2 separate regions of the Mus musculus genome follow, and region 1 is linked to region 2. A link is a contact called in public ChIA-PET data. All regions are on one chromosome and are shown on one strand. Each heading gives the region's core, a stretch centred on a gene start, on an enhancer-like site or on the middle of the called end of the contact. The rest is flanking DNA. Distances are from core to core; before and after follow the strand shown.

What was found. ChIA-PET counts read pairs in DNA pulled down with a chosen protein or histone mark.
Region 1: an H3K27ac ChIA-PET map of liver shows a contact between it and region 2, with 6 times the contacts expected there. The contact joins two enhancer-like sites. A contact is called at or near these places in 4 of 484 Hi-C or Micro-C datasets (the N1E-115 cell line, bone marrow-derived macrophages, extraembryonic ectoderm and 1 more), 9 of 115 datasets of contacts at active chromatin or transcription factors (bone marrow-derived dendritic cells, embryonic basal ganglia, embryonic stem cells and 4 more) and 3 of 9 other capture datasets (adipose tissue, liver and pancreatic islet).

Annotation. Positions count from the first base shown.
Region 1 is chr2:52,600,030-52,603,849 of GRCm38.p6, reverse strand. The region is part of intron 2 of Cacnb4 (calcium channel, voltage-dependent, beta 4 subunit); the gene reads left to right. Among named protein-coding and RNA genes, the nearest start is that of Cacnb4, 75 kb to the left of the region's middle. Within about 2 kb of position 1,364, at least 33 of the 459 cell types and tissues checked have an H3K27ac peak or open chromatin away from gene starts, as enhancers often do. A contact at or near this core is called in hepatocytes and liver, where this site is marked.
Region 2 is chr2:52,373,163-52,376,672 of GRCm38.p6, reverse strand. No RefSeq gene overlaps it. Among named protein-coding and RNA genes, the nearest start is that of Gm13522, 3.7 kb to the left of the region's middle. Within about 2 kb of position 1,807, at least 2 of the 459 cell types and tissues checked have an H3K27ac peak or open chromatin away from gene starts, as enhancers often do. A contact at or near this core is called in hepatocytes and liver, where this site is marked.

The DNA of each region.
Region 1 (3,820 bases), core at 115-2,614, 230 kb before region 2:
GGTTTTGTTGAACGTCTTCAACTTTTCTAAGCACATTGTCAAAAAGCAGAAGCTCAAGCAACTTCAAAACAGCACTGAATTCCTCACTATAATCACTTGGAGTGCAGTGAGTACAGTTGTGGGCTTTGAGGTTTGCTAGTGCTTAAGCTCCAGCCAGTATAGAGAGCCTCCTCCCGGCTACAGTCTCCTGTCTGCCTTTGGTGTAAGACGTACAATTCTTAGCTCCTCCTCCAGCACCAAGTCTGCCCGCATGATGCCATGCTTCCCCACGCTGATAATGGACTGGACCTCTGCCAGTGTAAGCCAGCCCCACTTAAATGTTTGCCATTGTAAGAGCCTGTCTCCTTCACATTCAGGTTTTACCTCCACTGTTTTAGATGACGTAATCCTTGGCTTTCCTTTCGAGGGTGTCCTCTTCTAGGTATGCTTAAATTTTAGCCCCGCCACCAGCCTTGTTCTGTGTTAACTGTCAACACTAGCTATGGTCTTCTGCTTGTGTCATCTGCGACCTAGACCATAGCCAGAAATCAGAACAACCTCCCATCAACTGCCCACAGTGCCCTTCACAAACTACTGAACAGCACTGCCTTCCTCCACGGTCAGAGCTCATGGAAGATGAAGAGTTTGTCCACTTTGCTCTCTTATGTCCAGTTCACTTCTCAGACAAAAACAGTTGGCTTCTCGCCTGTTACCCCACACCAAGATGCTCTCTGAAAAGTCTTCGTGACTGTCTGCCAAATTCCGACTTCATAGAGTGTTCCGATCAGAAGCATCTTGTCTTTCTGAGAACGCTCCTTACCGTGGCTTCTGGGATACTCCTGTGCCTTGGTTGGGTTCCAGCCCTTCTTACTGCATCTTCTGTTTCCTCATTTACACGCTTTGCTATAGTTCTCTGTGGTTCTGACTTGATCACACTTTCACTCCATATTTTCTTTTATTTTTTATTTTAGATTTATTTATTTATTATATGTAAGTACACTGTAGCTGTTCTCAGATACTCCAGAAGAGGGCATCGGATTTCGTTATGGATGGTTGTGAGCCACCATGTGGCTGCTGGGATTTGAACTCAGGACCTTCGGAAGAGCAGTCAGCGCTCTTAACCACTGAGCCATCTCGCCAGCCCCGTAATTTCTTTGGATAAATCCCAACTTATCATTTTTTTATTTTAGTTTTGAGATGTTTTTAGAAGGTCAGTGGTAAACTCGTCTGTCAAATGTCATCATCTGTGGAGTCACAGCATCTCAGTCACTTCAGAGGATCCTTCAAAATGGGAGCATCCACTCTTGGGTAGGCTTTTGCTCAATAGCTGTCAGTGTATGAGAAATGTTGTAACTCTGCTGTAGAGACTATAGTGACTAAGACCTGTTAGTGGGTGTTGCTATTTCACTGGCTAGATTTCATCTCATTACCTTGCCTCCCTTTCCACATATTGCCTAAGAGTCTTTTAAAAGTTAAACAGATGCATGATTTCGCAACCATCTTTCTGGATGAAGTTTAGAGTCTCATTAGTGAACTGGCTTTTCAGCTGTTTCCTTGTTAAGTGCTTGCCTAGACTCATTGGATTGGCTTCTGTTTCCTGTAGTTTCGGGCATATATTATAGTTTAACTTTTTTGTTTAGTATTATTTTTCCCATTGGAACACAGAAAAAAAAATCACCAAAAGCAAAAAGAATATTTACAACAGGGGCTGGAGAGGTGGCTCAGTGGTCAAGAGTGCTTACTTCTCTTGCAGAACTCCTTGACTCATTCAGTTCCCAGTACTCACACGGTGGCTCACAACCACCTCTACCTCCAGTTCCAAGGGACCCAATGGCTTCTTCTGACAGGTGCAGGTTCCTGTGTGTCTATGGTGCACACACATTCACATAAATTAAGTAAATGAAAAAAATTAAATAAGAATACTCAGCATATTGGAAGGTTACAATCACAAAACCTCTTCATAGCCTCTATTTTCTGTCTTGGCATAGTATACGCTCTACCCTTGGGATATGCCCTGTTCTTAGATGGGCGTCAATTCTGGGAGTCCTCCTCAGAGAAGAAGAAGTAAGATTACTATATAGACCTCACCAAATATCAAAAGAACATAGAAATGCTGGGATATGTTTCTCAGTTAAACCATCATGACCCTGACTCTCAGTATAGAGAGGCTCTTCTCCTGAAGGGCAGAGCCTATGGCAAACATGGCCAACCCAGAGCACTAGGTGGGACTTGAGACAGAAGTCAGTACCATGGGCTGTATGTCCTCAAATTGGAGACATAGAAACTCAATGATTTCCTCCTGAATCTGTTAGAGCTTTACTTACCTCCTAGACCCTCTCTGTCCCCTCAACACTGTGACTGATTCTCAAGCTAGTGGTCCCTCCTAATCCTTTGCCCTACCACAGGCACTGCTAACTTGGCCGAGATTTCCACATCTGGGTCCTATTTTCTTATATTACAGCAGCCATATGCATCATTTAACATTTCCAGAATGTAAGTCAGAGAACAGGGGGAAGCTTCCAAGCTTATTGAGGAATACATCCATTCTCGCATCAGTTTTTATACACGGATGTGTGTGCATATCCATGCACAAATATTTGATGGGCATATAATAGCCACTTACCATTAGCCTCCTTTTAAAATTTGTCATTCTATTCCTTTTGGTTTGGAGGGGACACTACCTTCTATCATATTATCAGAAACCCTTTTGTTAACCTGTGTATTTTTCTACTACTCATCTTTGCAGATGTCTACCCATCTGTCCCTCCTCACCTGCTTCCGCTCAGGTGGGTCCATTCATGCACATACTCATCCATTTATCATCCACTCATTGACGATGTCCTGAACACAGCGCTGTGCTGTCACTGTTAGATACAGGGAACTCCAAGGCTTGGGTCATCATTTTCCTTTTCTTACATATACTACTTCCAAACTTCTGAGCAGTTCTGATCCGCAGGGGAAGGAGGTTTGAAAGATTCTTATATACAAAGACCTACCCAAGGCAGATGTGCCAGGAAGTGGTTCAGAACAACTTCTGTCACCCACTTTTATGATAGAAATAGAGTTCGCTTGGGTAAGTGTCCCCAAGAGCCTGCATTGCTGTAAAAAAAATACTGCCAACTGCAAGCACTTACACCAGGCTGGCCCCTGCCTAACTGACAAATATGATCTCTATACAATCATCAATTCAGCACCCATGTCAGAGACAGATCATGCTACTCATCAGACCTTCCCTCTCCCCCCTCAGTGCTCAGCAGACCTGCCCTCTCCCCCCTCAGTGCTCAGCAGACCTTCCCTCTCCCCCCTCAGTGCTCAGCAGACCTTCCCTCTCCCCCCTCAGTGCTCAGCAGACCTTCCCTCTCCCCCCTCAGTGCTCAGCAGACCTGCCCCCTTGACGTTACCCAGCAGGTCAGTGGTCAGCAGTTTGCTTGGAGTCCTACTGATTTTGTTGTTGTTGTTGTTTTTGGTTTGGTTTTTTTTTGTTTTGTTTTGTTTTGTTTTGTTTTGTTTTGTTTTGAGACAGGGTTTCCCTGTGGAGCCCTGGCTGCTGTCCTAGAATTCTCTCTGTAGACCAGGCTGGCCTCAAATTCACAGAGATCCTCCTGCCTCTGCCTCCTGGTTGGGATTAAAGGCGTGTGCCTCCATACCTGACCTCTACATTCCTACTTTTAAGCTCCCTCACTTTCACAGTTATTTTAAATGGGAAGTTTTCTCAAATGTGTGTGTGTGTATGTATGTATATATATATGTGTGTGTGTGTGTGTGTGTGTGTGTATGTGTATATATATATATGTGTGTATTTATATTCACACATATATATACACATTTATATACACATATG
Region 2 (3,510 bases), core at 558-3,057:
GATTCTTGAGGCTCTTGGATTACTTTACCCACCTTACACATATTGGTAGGTTTTCTAGGGCTGCCTTCAATCCTCTTAGAAAGGCCTGGCAAAAGTTGTCCACCAAGTTCCTTACCTTGGTCAGTGTTGGGGTTCCAGTCAGATTGAGCAGTGGGAAAAATCTCTATCTGGGCTGCACTATCCATCAGTGATTCCCATGCCTAACCTGAGAGTGGCTGTTTCAGTCTCAAGGCAGATTCTGCTCTATTCCTCTGCCATGACAAGGGTAGCTAACCATGAGCTGTTTAGAGCCACTCCAGGTTGGCTAGTGAGTGTTAAAGACAGTCTCAAAGAAGCTACTAAGAGCTTGAGGGTTTTCAGAGAATGGTGGGTTCCAATTATACACATCATTGGTCAAGAAGGAGACATAAGCCATGAAAGGGAAAGATCAGAACCTCTGGGTCTTGGGGCTGGCTAAGGAGGATGGGGCTCTGTCCCAGAGAAATGCTTCCAAGGGCTTACATAGCCAGAGCCACTCCATGTGTATGGAGGGTAGAGAGGGCCTGAGGTGGAAGAAAATAGATCGTCATGACCACAGCAGCCACTCCTCACCCCTTGTGTGTGCATATGTGCAGCACAGTGCAACTATTTTTCCTGTGCCCAGAATAGCCCAGACTAAACTGGGACATATGGGTGGGAAAATTCAGATTCCTCTAACGGGGTGGAGATAACAGACAGAGGTTTGGGTTTCTCTGAGCTACACCAAGAAGCTTCAGAACCCCATCAAGGGGCATAGATCTTAAACCAAGGGTGCATGTCTAGCATGAGAGAAATCCATTGTTTAATGTAGGGAAATTGGACGGGGTGGCCTGGGTCTCCAGTCTTCATATTCTAGATAGCCTAAAGCACCTGGGGTGAGGGTGGGGGGGTGTCCAGAGAGCTGTCACTGAGCTGTCCAACTCCAAAATATGGCCAATCTATTTCACCGAAGATCCAGAGTTTCCCTGGTGAGAGATGGAGACCATAGCCATACTCTTTAGCAAAAGCTTCCTTGCAGTACTTTCTACACACTTCAATAGTATCTTGGGACTGCTCTCCCCCTCCCCACCCTGGCACACATACCCATAACAGCTCCTCTTCTTTCAGCCAACAGAATTGACAAGAATATAACTAGAGACACAAACAAACAACAATAAAGACAACCGGGGTGGCCACCACACACACCAAGAAGACAGGGTTCCAGTGATGTCTCACATGGATCCCAGACACTGGAATTAGGGTTGCATCCAGCCTTTCCTAAGTGTCCTATGCAGAAGATGACTTAAACAGATTTACCTCCAGAGGGGACAGGTCCAGGCAACTTTTTGTAGTTTCTGTGTTCAGGTGGAGCCCATCAAGAGCCTCTAGGTCAATGGGAACAGAGGAAGGAAAAGTTCCTGGGGTCAGGATGTGTACCCCCAGGAACTATCCATTTACCATACTATTTGCCTACGGGATCCCAGCCCCCAGTAACCAGGGGTCTGAATCTCTGGAAATCTCCCTGGCACCTCCAGAATGTTTCCAGGTAATTCCCCCAGAGAACAAATGGACACTCTTAAAGCTGACTAGAAAGTCTGTGTTGTTGCCAGTCAGCAACTGCATGGGGAACTTGCCGAAAACATGCAGCCCTGAGCTCCACCATTCTTTGTACAAAAATCACATCCTGGTTGACACACTTTGATTAGCAAGAACAGTTATCAAAAAGCCGAAAAGCAAGGTTAGTACATTTCTGGACTTTTCTGGACTCTGGAACTATGGACAAGGTTTTGATAGATTAGGCTGATGGTTTTGGCAGGTAGGTGTTGAGGCTGAAGTGCCGAGTTCTAAGGTCAGAATGGTGCCTCTAACAAGGCATCAGGTGTGCCGACGTCTTGGGTCTGTTGCAGTAGAAAACATTTGGAGTCTGTGTGGTGGATAAGATGAATGATCGAGTAAGAAAAGCCAGAAGAGGGGGTGAGGTTCTGTCTGTATTTTTTTTTTCACAAAAAGAAAATGGAGCCCAGTGACTGCCTGAAAGATTGGTTAGTCAAGTGGACACAGATTCTGAGCCTTCTAATGAGGATGGTACCAATGATGAAGAAGGCTCAAAATCCCTATTGGCCAGCTGAGTTAACCTAGAGAGTGTAGTCTCCACTCATACTGGAGAGCAAGTACTTTCTATCAATTCTCAAAGTCATCCCCTCCCCCAGATACCTGGTGGCCAGACTTTGTGTTTGATCTTTTCCAATTAGCAACTGAACTGAATACCTGACATTCCCTCAGACAACTTTAATTTCTAACTATAATCTTGTTGCTTTTAGCTTTTGGACTTTGTATCTTAAACACATTGGTTGCCTTTACACACCATCACTTTCAGCATGCTCAGCTATTCACCATGGCAGTTATTCATCGATATGCATTAAAATGCATGTTCACATGTCCTTCATGGTTTTGGTCTGAATTGGAAAGAGTGTACTTTTGAAGGTTGGTAGTCAGGGACAGGTAAGAGTGTTCTTGAGTTCCAATAGACCTAAGACAGAGACAAACTTCAAAAAGTTATGTTTGTCCTCCACAATGGATAAGGAGCAATAAAGACACTGACCTAAGGCAGGCTTGGTTGCCTACCCACTCTTTACCCTATATGGGATTATGGAAAACAAGTAAATCTTGTGCCCCTATCCAGCTCATCTTTAAAAATAAAAAAGGGGGAATTGTGCCCTTCCCCCAGCCTTGAGAAGGCTAAATAGACCTTAAGTGTTTGCCAAAGTGGGCCCTGTCTGCCAACCTAGGTGGGCTCTTCCACCTTGCCACACCTGCAATTTCCTACAGGAGCAGACTGCCTGCTGAGCTTGCTTTGCAACATAATCCAGTAGAAACAAAGCAACATAATCCATCTGAAACAAAGAATGGATCTGTGGACTCTCCCTATATAAATACAGTGCTAAATATTAAACTTTGAGCCTTGATCAAAAAAAAAAAAAAAAAAAAAAAAAAAAAAAGAAAAGAAAAGAAAAGCCAGAAGATCCATAGAGAGGATCTCTGCTGTTGGAGTTTCCTTAGAGACTAAAGATCTTTCCTTAAAGATCCTCCTTGGTACCATGGAGGCCTCCAATGTCTGCTCTGTCCTCTGATCACGTGCCTGGGAAGTCTGTATTTAGCAGCGTAGGCTTCATCTCCTAATAGCAAGATGATTAACCAAGCTCCCAGGAGGATCTAAGACGCTGCCCAGCACAGAACCTGAGTATGCTCAAGTTCAAGAGCCTGGCAGGGCCTCCTTGTTTGTCAGAAGACTCCGCACACTCTCCCCCTTTCTCATTTCCCTTCCTTCTTTAGCTTGAGTCCCCTTCACTCCCAAAGTTCTTGAATGGTTGCAGAGCCAATCCATAGCATTGGTGACAAACTGCTGCACAAAGCCGAGGAACCCCAGCCTCCAGAGCATTGTTTACAGACACTAAGGTATTAGGATAGAGGAAGGTTGGTGGAACAGGAAGAGTGCATTAGAAGACGAGAATT